2 separate regions of the Mus musculus genome follow, and region 2 is linked to region 1. A link is a contact called in public ChIA-PET data. All regions are on one chromosome and are shown on one strand. Each heading gives the region's core, a stretch centred on a gene start, on an enhancer-like site or on the middle of the called end of the contact. The rest is flanking DNA. Distances are from core to core; before and after follow the strand shown. Region 1 overlaps Ift172 (intraflagellar transport 172). Region 2 holds the start of Zfp512 (zinc finger protein 512).

Region 1 (6,454 bases), core at 2,346-4,845:
ACTCTCTCAGGGGCCTCAATATTGTACCATACACATAAGCTGTTTCGGTTCTGAGCTACCAGCACATCACTCCCCGGAACCCACTGCACGTAGGAGCAGAAGTTGAGGATCATTGTCTTAGAGCAGCTTTCAATATCATATAGATGCAGCTGGAAGAGGAGAGAGACAGCACAGTTAAAAGGGGTGTGATGACATCATCTGATTTTGCCCATTCCCCCAGTGGCAAAATGAGTTTCCAGCCCTTGGGGTTTACTCTAGATTGGTATATCCTAACTTTGGTCAAGGATGAGAAGACCAAATGAGCTAAGACCCACTAGTTAAGGCATTGGTAGGTGAAGGTCAGACTTTCATTCTTAGAGTAAGCCTGGACCAGACTAAAGAGGCTGCCAAACAAAACTAAATGAGTGGCCAATTCACAGTGGTTCATTCACTGCAATGGACAATTGAGGGAACTAAAAAGGGGCCTAGGGGAAGGGGGTGGGAAGGACAGCCCACGTCCCGCCAGAGTTCCACCTATGCTCTGTCTGTGCATAGCCTAATGCCCCACAGACAATCACTAGAAAGGCTAACCTCTTTAGTGATGCCATACTGAGAAAAGACTATGTAAGGGTTACTCAAGGGATTACTCAAGCCAGCCTCCATGCTTTGAGCTAAGTGTGGCTGAACTGCACTGGTGGAGAGGGGCTGGGCAAAGGTCAGCCAGACCTGAGGAAGGGGGACATAGCTTCATGAGGACACAGACTTGTGAACAGTAAGAGAGAAGCCAATTCTCAAACGCCCTTCCTGACTCTGTTCCCATCATAAAACGATCTCCTTACTCTTGTCCAGTGCACAGGACAGGTGGTGATAGAATACAGACTGTCCTTTGTTCCTCTGCTATGCTAATGGTACAGAGAACCAAGAACCTAGTTCTGCATTGCCCACCACAGTCCTTGGTAACAGCTTATTTCACACCCTCTGGACCATCCTATGCCTAAAGACCGAGTAACCCTTCTCACCCGAAGTTTCCGGTCTCTAAAGAGAAGCTTGTGTCCAGTCTCGTTAAGTTCTAGCCAATCCACCCGGCTTTCGTGACTGATAGTACCAATGTTGTAGCCACCAATCAGATCCACTGCGAAGAAGACAGGGTAAGAAGGTGACTCCAGCCATGTGGAAGGCTACAGTTGGTCTGTACAACTCTGGTCTTAAAACAGGCTGGACTTTAAGAACATTTCATCAGTCCAGGGGTATCAGTGAGGACTTCAAAAAACCAATACAGAACAATTTTTCTAGAATGCTTCAAAAACTAGGTCTTGCCACATAATATTTATTCCATGTCTATAGTCCCAGAATTTAGGAGGTGAAGGCTGGAAGATCAGTTCAAAATCAGTCACAGAGCAAGTTTGAGTCTAGCCCAGGCTAGATGCAGCCGCAGACACAAAGACACATACAAGAAAGTTAAGAAACTTATCTAGAATTACAGATAGTTTTACTTGACTTTGCAGCTAACTAAAAGGTCTTATGGGAGGTACATGGCTATCATCCCAGCCCCCAGAAAGCTAAGGCACAAAGAGAGGGAGTTTGTGGCTAGCCCCTTCTATGTAGGTCAGCTCCAGCTACCTCATCTGACCCTGACTTGAAACAATCAGTTGAAAACAGTTGAATGTGGTCCTGAGTTCCAGAGATAACTGATGACTGAAACGGCCTTGGTGATGTCATACTCCAAGTGTATGACATACACCTGAGTGATGGAGTGCTCAAGGGGAAATGAGCATCGAAGAGTGGAGGGGCACACAGATAGAGCAGGAGAAGGAAGCCTCGAGTCAGCCAGGGTCAGCGAGCTCAGTGGCTCACAATCAGACTTTGGACAAAGGCAGAAAGGCCGAGTCAGGAAGGCGACCAACTGGAGACCAGCCAGCGTGCAGACTAGTTATGCGGTAGTCTTAACTTTGGAGACATAGAGATTATGACACTGGGCATTGTGGCTTCTATCTGTAATCCCAATACTCAAGGGTCTGAGGCAGGAGGATCAGGAATTCAAAGTAAATCTGGGCTACATGAGACCCTGTCTTAAAACACCAAACCACAAAACAAAACAGCAACCAAAACTAAGCCAAACCAAGCCATGTTAAAATAGCATGGGTGCCGGGCGTGGTGGCACACGCCTTTAATCCCAGCACTTGGGAGGCAGAGGCAGGTGGATTTCTGAGTTTGAGGCCAGTTTGGTCTACAGAGTGAGTTATAGGACAGCCAGGGTTACACAGAGAAACCCTGTCTCAAAAAACCAAAACCAAAACAAAAAATTAGCAAGGGCTTTGTGAACCTTGAAATTACACACAAAATTTTATGTATATGCACTTTTGGGGGGAATGTCAATAATTTTCATTATACTTAAGGGACTAGTGACTTGGAAAATTGACAAACTCTGTGTGTGTGTGTCTCTCTCTCTCTCTCTCTCTGTGTGTGTGTGTGTGTGTGAATGGACTTCAGACTGAATGGACTAGTCTGAAGTCTCATAGTTTGTCATTGCCACTTGAGTCTTAGGCTTCTTGGCCTACATATCATTTCCACTGCAGATACCAGGATTTCTGAGCTCAGAAGAGAAATGGATATTCATGAAATATGAAACTATCTTAAGAAGAGGCCCATATGTGTATGAAAGCATCATTTATGACAGGGATGGCATAACAAACCAGTGGGTAAATGGTTAAACAGATGGAAGAAATAAAGCTAAAACCCACATCAAATACAAAAATAAATACCAGGTGGAAAGCAGAAGTTAAGAATGTAAAAATATAGGAGGGCATAGGGGAAACATTCTTAAACAAGACCTCAGAATCAGCAACCGTGTTACTGTCATATTGGCAGTACTGGTGCCTGAACCCAGGGCCTGCCCCACTCTCTACCACCAAGCTACATCCCAACCTCAATTGTCTTTTAATTAAAAAAATTTTTTTTCCAGCCTAGTCAACAGAATGAGTTCTAGGACAGCCAAGGTTACACAGAGAAACCCTGTCTCAAAAAACAAAAACAAGAACAACATTTAATTACTGTTATTTACTTTTTAAAAAAAATTTCGAGGAGCACATTTGGAAGTCGGAAGACAGCTTGCAGGAGTCAGTGCTCTCCCTCTCAAGCCCTCAGGCACGGAGTCGAGCACCTGCAGGTGTGAGTTACCTTGCTGGCCCCTATCTAATTTTTAAAGGTGATGCAGGGCTGAGGTTTGACCCCTTGCTTCAGGTTGCCCTTTTACCCCCACTTGCGTGCTATGCATACACGCCTCCCCCAAGCCCAGTGCATAAGTAAGTACAGGAACATTTTTAAATGTCGGAATACTAAAGACACTAAAAAGGGAATGGCTTAAAATCTGCAGAGGCTACAAACACACACACATGCATACACATGCTCATACACATGTATATGTGAAGGCCTTCTCATCTCTAACAGAGACGACTTGACTTTTACAATGTGTTCGGGATGAGAACTGCAATTCACAGAAGAAGGCATCTGAGTGACAATATGAAATGCAGGAGCTTTCACACACACACCAGGCAATCACGACTCGAGAGAGTGTGAGAGAAACGGAAGGAAGCTGGTCAGCCTCCGTGGAGAGCAGCAGGAAATACTTAGTGAAGGTGAAAATACAGCGAGTCTACTCTAAGGACAGACTCAGAGAGTGGCATTACCTCCAACAACACCCGACACGCACATGGAACACACACACACTCACGTGTGGGCAAAATAGCCATACATATCAAATAAAAAGAAATCTTTTAAAACTTAACACGTTAAATGTCACGAGTAAGATATGAAGCAAAAGACTCAGTGTAAATATGACAAACTGTTATGATTCAGCAGAACTAGGCATGGGTAAGCAAGTTTTACTAGTATGTCACGACTATCAACAGTCGGAATTTACTGAACGACTCTGCGTCAGGCGAGGATCTCAGTGCTTCCATCTGACGCAGGTACTGACTTTGTTCCCACTGTGTGAGAAAGACTAAGGAAGTTTGGTAGACTCACACGCAGCAAGTGCACACGGGGTGGCTGGCTGACCACAGTCCCACTCTTACAGCCATGCTGCATTCACATGTCTATACTTTCTGGAGGGTGCTATGCTATTCTTGATGCCTGTAACATTTGGTGGTAAAAATGATAAAGATTTATAAATGGAATCCTTGTGGAATGCAAATTAAGTTTTTATTGATACTAGTCACTAATAAGGGATTTTTTAAAATGATGGCCCTTCTAGTTCTAAAAAGTCTATGATTTCATGATGTCTAAGCAGGAAAATTCCTGCAGATGCTGATAGCTCTCTCCTGTTCACGACTTGCTGGCCCTGAGCTCTATGCCCAGAGAACATGGTAATTATATGGACAAGCCTATATATCTACATCCACAGCTAGGTAGTTACCTGGAGGCATGCCCACAGGGACACTTTGGATAACCACTGTAAAAATGCATTTACCTGGTGTCTTTCAGTTTCTCAGATTCCTCACTGACAAAATCTGTGATACAGAGTGCAACACAGGTATCTGTTCTGATATTAAAGTTACAAGAGTATCTTACCTATAGCAATTGTCTTAATATCAACAAGATAAGCCAATTTCTTATTATCTTCCATTCCTCGCTGGCAGCGCTCATTGATACGGACGCTGAAATATAAAGGACTTGGTAAGGTAAGGGCTTGTATTGAAGGTTCTGAGTACCGTATGGATGAAGTTTCAGACTGATCTGGGGGCAATCTAAGCATAGTTTAGAAGTTCAAAAGGAATTCTCCTGGCCTTCAAGGGTTCAGAGAACCTTGTCAGGTTACCTGATGAGGTGAGGGTTCATGAATTCGGTGCGCACAGAACCCAAGGAGTCGTTACTCCCATATTCCACCAGGGTCAGCTCTCCAGCATTGAAGATCATGCACACCTGGGGAGAATGGGAGAGGGGCGAGGAGAAAAACAGTGGGAGGGGTAGTATAGTTTAGGGTGACTTCTCCTTCTCTTTTCCTGCTCGACCCCCACCGTCTACCTGCTGGCTCCTGCCCCTCCCACTCAGCCTTCTGACTAGGAGCTGGAATGAGGTTTATAGGCATGCTGGCAGGGGCTGAGTTCTACTTACATTCTCATTTTCAAAGAAATATTTCTCATTGCCCCCAGATCCCTGCCAGGCTATCTGCAAAGTAAGGAGAAAACACCAGAGACAATGTAGAGAATTACCCAAGACAAGGCCGGGAGACCTCAATCGGGGAGGTTTCAGTGCTGCATGGAAGATGCGCTGTGTCAGAGCCTTGCCTTGCTTCCTACACTTTCAGAGGTGGCTGTGTAAAAACAGCCTGACTAAAGAAATTCATACTCCAGGATTTTACCCCTCTCACTTCTTGAAACAAGGTCACCACCATCAGAATGTCAGGGCCTCTTTTGGGGATCTTACCTCTTGGGGTCCTGGTCCCCAGAATTAGCCAAGACATCCCGTTGCCCAATCTTGCATCCTTGGTCCCTACCTCGCTGAGGCGGTTCGTGTTCAGGTCTCCCAGCAGCAGTGTGTCTGATGTGTGAGCCACCAAGTAACGTTCCTTTCCCAGGATTTTCACCTCTTCTACTTCATAGCCATAGTGTGACTTGAGCACCACCCTGGTCCCTGAAGACAGGTTCTTCACAATCACCTGGTAAGGGACAAGTGTGAGCCCTTCAGCCTTTCCCAGCACAGAAGAGAAGCGAAGGTGCTTGCCTTTCACACAACTCTAGGATGCTGAACACAGCTAATGCCTGCATCTGCACTTGTCCTGGGATGCTGTTGATGATGGCAATGCCTGACACTCACATGGGGATTTGCTACTTAGGAAATACTTCCACAGTCCCGCTTCTGCTGTTCACGATACATTTGATTCTGAAAGTTCTACTGAATCGCACCAATCTCTCACTTTGTTTCCACAGTTCTTAGTACAAGTCTCTCTATCTATTAAGACTACTGTATAGTAATAAAAAATAATAATATTTTATAATATTAATTGGTAATATAAGTAAACATAATAATAAATAGTTATTATTTATTATTATTTTGGGTTTTTAAGAGTCTCCCTATGTGCCAAAGATGACCTCCAACTGGCCATTCTCCTGCCTTAGCCTCCTAAGATTTTCTTTTTGTTCAACTGTTGAAGTAAGTTACAGAGCAACCTACAACATTCAACTTCTGCTTTGTTTTTATTTTTGATACAAGGTCTTACTATGTAACCCCGATTGGCCTGGAACTTGTCATATGTAGCTCAGGCTGGCCTGAGATTCATGGGCCACATTGTCTTTTTTGTTTATTTGTCTAAGATTGTTAATTATGTGTATGGATATGGACAAAGGTGAGAGCATGCAAAGATAAAGGAACAAATCATCAGGAAAGGAAGGGAGGGGCAGAGGGAGCGTGAGAAGCGCACCTCACCTCGGAGCTTTGTGGCTCATTTGTAAACCTGCTTATCGATGCTTCTTGTGGT
Region 2 (6,454 bases), core at 2,577-5,076, 170 kb after region 1:
ATCCAAACAAGAAAGTCTGAATTGCCAACTCTTTCCTTCAGAGGAGAAACCAATGATGGTATTGGCACCACAGTTCACCAGGAAGCTCTTAGCAGGACCAGCACTGACTAGTGTCAAATTTTCAAATTTGTCACTGAAATCACAGCAGCAAAATACAAAATCTTTGGCATTTACTTCAGAGCCAAAATGGCAAGGTGTAAAACAGGTAAAATTGTCATCAGTGTCTCTGCCAGAACCAGGAAAATCTGTGGAGTCACCACCAAAGTCAATTCTTCAAAACATGAAACCTGGGAACCCAATGCCCCAGACAATTGATTCTGTCACAAAATCTGCTAAAGTCATATATAGACCAGAGCGACAGGTGGTGGACTTTGCAGGGATGAGCATGAAACCTAGGTATCAAGTCCCTAAATTGAATTTTACTTCACCAATTTATCAAGATGTGGGATCTTTAGAAATGAAAAAAGGGTTGGGACATAAAAGCAAAGAAATGATGGAGAAATCTGTGAGGTTGGGCTCCAACCCAACACATAAAGTCATAGAATCATTAGAGATGCCCCTGAAGCTAGATCTCCAAGTATCAGAATTTTTTGATCTGACTCCAACACTAAGTGATCAAGATTCAAAATCCTCAGAACTAAACCAGATCCCAGAAACTCCTGAGTTACATTCTTGGTCATGGCCTCAATTTCAAGATTTCAAGGAGTTACACATAAAAGAAGTTATAGAATCTGATAGAATGGCCCTCAACGTCAAGAGTCATGTTGCAGACATGATAGAGATGACTTGTGAAGCAAGACAGCCAGCGAAAGAATTTCATAGAATGACTCCAAAGCCAGTAAATAGAGATCCCGGATTTGTAGAAAAATCTCCAAGGCCATGTCCTCAAGACTTAGGACCTCTGGGGGTGGCCTCTAAGAAAATATCTCAAAGGGAACAATCTGTAGTATCAACACCAAGGCCATTCTGTCACATCCCAGATCCTGTTTCAGGAATAACACCAGGGCCAGGACCTCAGATTCCCAAATCTAAAAATTTGGCCTCTATGCTGTGGCTGCAAAAAAAAATCCTCTGAGTTGTCATGCAATCAAGCCAGTCAATTTGAGGGAAATACAGACTCTGTAGAGCTCACCTTTGGTACACGGCAGCCAGGAGAGGTAGCGGCTAAGCTAACAGAACCTCAGAATCTGAGCCTGGAAAGTGCAAGCATCACTCCAATAGAATCACTGGATCAAACGGTAAACTTTGTAGGCATTAATCCAAAGCCACCAGATCGAGTGACAGAATCTGCAAAGACACCCCTTCCAGTTCCTCAATCAGTTACCCTCCCCAAAGTTTCTGAAAATGTGGAAGAGATTCCTGGACCACCACTTCAAGTTATAAAGTCTGTGAAGATTCCAGAGAGTACCCCTCAAAAGTCAAAATACAATGATTTGACTCCCAGAATACATGATGTAATAAGTTCAGAATTTGCTCCAAGACTTTGGCTACAAAATGTGCAGTCCAATAAATTAACCCTAGCACCAACACATCAGGTTTTAGAAACAAAAGGACAACCAGGCTTTCAAATTATAAAGACTGTATTAAATCCCAAACCACTGGTTCTGATTGTAAAATCTGAAGAAGTGGCATCAGAACTCACCATGAGATCAAGCATTAAAATAAAGGAGTGTTTGAATTTACACCCAAGACCACATCTTCAAGGACTGGTAAAACTTGCAGGGTTAACTCCAAAGGCCCATATTCAAGTGACTTCTGCAGTTTTAATATTTCAGCAAACATCTCCCCTTAAGGATCCTACATTGTTAACTCATGAACATAGGCTTCAGGCTGAAAAATCTCTAGGCCTCACACCAGAATCTCGTAAATTAATGAAAATGGAGGGTTCAAATCAGAGTAAAGACTCAGAGATGATCACATCAGTACAGTTACAGGCAGAGAACTCCTTATCTTGTTTCATACACAGCCCTTCAGCCCCATTTCTTTCAAGCGTTGATAAAACAACCCAATTAGGGCACCTTCAGGGTTCTGTGGCGCCTGAAGTTTCAAGAGTTTTTGGTATGGAAAACCTTGGTTTGGGAATTTTGCAGTCTTCAAAGTCCTACACAGACACTATTATAATAAAATCTTCAGTTCGTCCCTTGGTCCTTCCAAATCTACCCTCTGATAAGACAGGAGACACCAAGGGAAACCCATATCCTGAGATCTGGAATATTAATGTCTTATCTAAGAAAGGAATTGAAAAGGGCCAAATGGAGGAATTCCAGAGGTATTCTTCATATTCATTCAAACTACTAACAGAGGAGTTTCAGGCTGGATTAGGGGCTCGAAGAAGCTCTATCGGTTCTTTCCTGGGCATACAACAGAATGTCTGGGAAAGTCATGTCTGTAGGCAGCGACTACCTAGGAAATACCTCTCCAGTATGCTAATGCTGGGGAATGTCATGGGAACCACTATGGAAAGGAAGCCTTGTTTTCAGTCATTTGTAACAGAAGGCTCCACTATGGACATCTACCAATCTATTCTTAATTTTTGGGGTTCCAGCTGAACTAATGGTATTTTCTCAAAGCCTGCTAGAAAGGGTTTCAAGGACTGTTTCTCAGACTTCAGTGGTTAAAAACTATATTCAGAGACATATTTTATGTCACAGTAATGAGAAAAGAATGCCTTTAACGATGTCAACACTCTGCTCAACATCTTCCATAATCCAGCAATACTCTGGTAGTAGATTGGGAGTCAAGAAAACTAGTTCAAAGTTCAGCGACATATTCCAGGAAGTCACTGAGCATGTGTCTGTCTCTTGTACCGGGGCTGAGTTTACTTCCTTGATGAAATCAGAGTCATTAAAGTCCCTCCCAGAGAAACAGTCTTAGTTCCTCTGTAAGAACTTATCATAGCTCTTTGATAGAAGACATAACAGTCTCTTTAAGGGGAGAGGCCACAGTTCCTCAAGGAGAAGTCCTCAAAATCCCTCAGGGAGTAGCTTTCCAAGTCCTTCAGGGAAGAGCCCTAGAAGTCACTTGAGGTGGAGCCCTTGTAGTCCCTCAGGAAGGAACCTTCACAGTCCCTCAGGGAGAAGCCCTTGTAGACTTCTAGAGAGAAGAGGGCACATTCCTTCTGTGAAGAAGAGTCTACACAGTCTTTCAGGGAGGAGTCAGCAGACTCTCTATTCTCTGAGATGCCTCAGTCCCTCAAAAACGAGCCATCTCAGTCTCTCGTGGACGTCACTGGGCAGTCATTCAGAAAGGAGCCATGGTAATTTCTCTGAAAGATCCTTTTCCGTTCCCTCTGGTTGGAAAGGACATAGTTCTGGATCAAGCCCACTTCTTCTAAGAACAGGCATTGTTCCAGACTCATCCGCTGGAGAGATCCAGATGTAACTTGGCTAAAGTGTTCATGTCTTTCAGGGACCGCACCAAAAAAAAAAAAAAAAAAAAAAATCCAAAAGCTAGACAAGTTTGGAGGCCAGAAGTTAGTGGATAAGGAGAGTTCTGTCCCTCACCTGAGCAAAGAAAGAGATATCTGGGAGGGAAGGAGAAGAGAATGGGTCTTTAATTTAAGATCAATAAAGGGGCGATTTGAATTTCGTTTGCATCTGTAAAACCACTTGTGGGATGGGTGGGAGTAGGTGTGCAAACGCTAGTTCGGGAGGACCCCTTAAATATTCAGACTCCTCCCATTTGCTCCAACCTTCACGCCCCAAAGGCCTGCCTACTCCCTTGTTGCTATGGGGGCGGGGTCTCAATGGAAGCCGAAGAAGAGTTATCACGTGACTCCTTTCCCGCCGCAGCCCCCTCGGAAGCAGCTAGGCGGAAGTAGGTGTTCAGAACAGGGTTAGTCGCCGCTGAGACCACATCCGGGAGAGGCGAGGAGAGCGGAAGTGGCGTTGGTCTGTCCGGAGCCCTTGGGTGAAATTGTTAGGCGTGGAGGGGGAGTGATGTCTTCCAGACTCGGTGCAGTCACCGCCGTGAGTTTCTTGGTGTGACCATTATACTTTAGAAATAGAACTGTCGAGCTGAGAACACGCGGTCCTTTGCTTTTGTTTTGTACTCAGAGTTGTTTTTTTTTTTTTTTTCCGGAGCCAATCCTAGGCCCCACCCTTTTATATCAGATCCACTTACCGCCTTTTTTCTTCCCATTTTTATTTTTATTGCTTAGTCCTCGTATCCTTGGACTGAGTTCCTCGACACATTGTAATTATTTATATTCCTTCAGCATCCCCAGTGCCTCCCGTTTCTTTTAATATATATATGATACATATGTATATATCATATATATATTTTTTTTTTCCTCGTCTTTTCTTTTCAAGCCTCTATCTAGGATAGGGTTTTGAGAATGGACAAAGATGAAAACTCTGGTATTGTCAACCCGTCTTTACATTGTGAATAAATAGAATGGCACAGGTTTCCTAAAAAGTGTCTCCTTCAGTCCATTTGAAGTAGTTGCTCGGGACAGCTTCACATCTAGGCACAAGGGGGATTCATCTCTTTGCGGATGAGCTTCAAAGGTCCCTAGCACTCACTCCTGTGCTTGTGATTTGCTAGACCCCGGGACCCACATCCCTTAAGCAGCAGAGGAGCACCAGGATCGTGGGAGCTAAGAAGTAAGTGAGGTTTTCTGAGGACATTTTTGTAATGGTGTAGACAGTGCTGCTAAAGATGTTCTGTGTCTGCACTGTGGAGCATCATAGCCACCAGACAGGTATGGCTTTGGGGCACTTGAGATGTGGCTAGTACAATTGAAGAACCGAATTACAAATTCTATTTCATTTTAATGGACTAAAACTTCAATAACCATCTGTAGGTAGTAGCTACGGGATTGGACAGTGCAGATAAAATCCTAGTGTGGGGGAAAGAAAACCTGGCTTGCAATAAAGATGCAGTCTAATAAAAATGGAGTGTGTGTTTCAGTTAGTGGTATTCCTGCGTGGCCTCTGCCCCCCATATCAAATATGTGCTCATAATTAATTTGATGGACTGGGGAGGGAAATAAAAACAGCTATAAGCAATCTTTACATTTCTAAGCTACTTGGTTGCAGCCCTGATTTATTGTTTTGTGTAATGAATGTGCTAAGTTTTGCCATGGCTAACACAAAAGAAAGATTTTATTAACTTGGACCTCCGGGGTGAGTTCATTCACTTAGATAACACTTACGGGATGTCTGCTCTGAACAAGCTGTGTAGTAGGTTGGGCACCCAGGCATGACAACAGAGCTGTCTGTTCAACAGATGAATTGGGTAATCACGGCAATACAATACAGTATAATAGGAAAAAACTGTTTTTTTGTGGTAGGGGCTCACTATCTGGAAATTCCCTGTGACACTTGGCTTGGCCTGTAACTTGTAGTCCTCAGGCATCTGTCTCCTGAGTGCTGGGATCACAGGCCTGGGCCACCACACACTTGTATTTTTGTTTGAGATGGGGTTTCACTATGTAGCCCAGGCTGACCAGGAGCTTACTGTGTCGGCCAGGGTGGACTTTAACTTTTGCAGTTTCTGCCCTCAGCCTTCCCAGTACCGGGATCACAGGCATGTGCTACGCTTTTAATTTGTGCAACTGCTAGTAAATATTCCTATAGTGGAATTTAATGCCACTTTTGGGAAGCAAAGGGATGATTTCAGTATTACCAGAATAGTCCACGCAAAGACAGAGGCTTGAAGGTCGAAGAATAATTCAGTTAGAGACTGAGCAGTCCCACCCTCCTGTCCCATGAAGTCAGTGTTTGAACTGATAGAAGTTTATAATACCTAGCTGTGTGACACTGGCATGGAGGATGATAGCGCGTGGAGGATATCGCAGGGCGTCATTAAGAGGAGGTAGCAGGGGGCTGGAGAGATGGCTCAGCGGTTAAGAGCACTGACTGCTCTTCCAGAGGTCTTGAGTTCAAATCCCTGCAACCACATGGTGGCTCACAACCATCCGTAATGAGATCTGACCTCCTCTTCTGGAGTGTCTGAAGACAGCTACAGTGTACTTACATATAGTAAATAAATCTGAAAAGAAAAAGAAAAAAATACAAAAAAAAAAAAAAAAGGGTAGCAGGAGCCAGGTCCTTTAGGGCATGCTAAGGTGTTGCAATTGTAATTATCCTGGAAGGGAAAGGTCACCTTTGAAGAGATGGATTGAAAGAAGTGTGAAAACTGGTACCAAGACTGTTTTGCTCAAATCTAAGGAAGAAAGTGAAATGTGGCCTATGATCGTAACTGTATGCGAAACATAGCGTGTGATTGTAACTATATTATAGATGCAGGCGATGAGAGGAGGTGAGAGTTCAGAGGGGGAGGTGGAAACAGTGTGTTGACAGGTTTCTGTCTTTGGCAACAGTTGGATTTTGGATTCATAAACCGAATAAAAACTGGGAATTTCTGAACCGAGACCTAACATTACCAACAAAATGAATGGGTTTGCGCTTAAATGAAGAACTGATCTTAAATACAGAATTAAGAATTACCT

What was found. ChIA-PET counts read pairs in DNA pulled down with a chosen protein or histone mark.
Region 2: an RNA polymerase II ChIA-PET map of memory CD8 T cells shows a contact between it and region 1, with 13 read pairs. The contact joins the promoter of Zfp512 here to the enhancer-like site in region 1. A contact is called at or near these places in 1 of 484 Hi-C or Micro-C datasets (neural progenitor cells), 6 of 115 datasets of contacts at active chromatin or transcription factors (T-cell acute lymphoblastic leukemia, bone marrow-derived macrophages, embryonic stem cells and 3 more) and 3 of 9 other capture datasets (adipose tissue, liver and pancreatic islet).

Annotation. Positions count from the first base shown.
Region 1 is chr5:31,275,871-31,282,324 of GRCm38.p6, forward strand. Ift172 (intraflagellar transport 172) reads right to left here. Exons shown (of 48, transcript NM_026298.5): 11 at 5,474-5,635; 12 at 5,092-5,145; 13 at 4,796-4,899; 14 at 4,549-4,634; 15 at 999-1,111; 16 at 1-149. Among named protein-coding and RNA genes, the nearest start is that of Ift172, 12 kb to the right of the region's middle. Within about 2 kb of position 3,596, at least 26 of the 459 cell types and tissues checked have an H3K27ac peak or open chromatin away from gene starts, as enhancers often do. A contact at or near this core is called in memory CD8 T cells, where this site is marked.
Region 2 is chr5:31,448,610-31,455,063 of GRCm38.p6, forward strand. Zfp512 (zinc finger protein 512) reads left to right here and starts at 3,827. Exons shown (of 14, transcript NM_172993.3): 1 at 3,827-3,968; 2 at 4,546-4,604. The coding sequence starts at 3,939.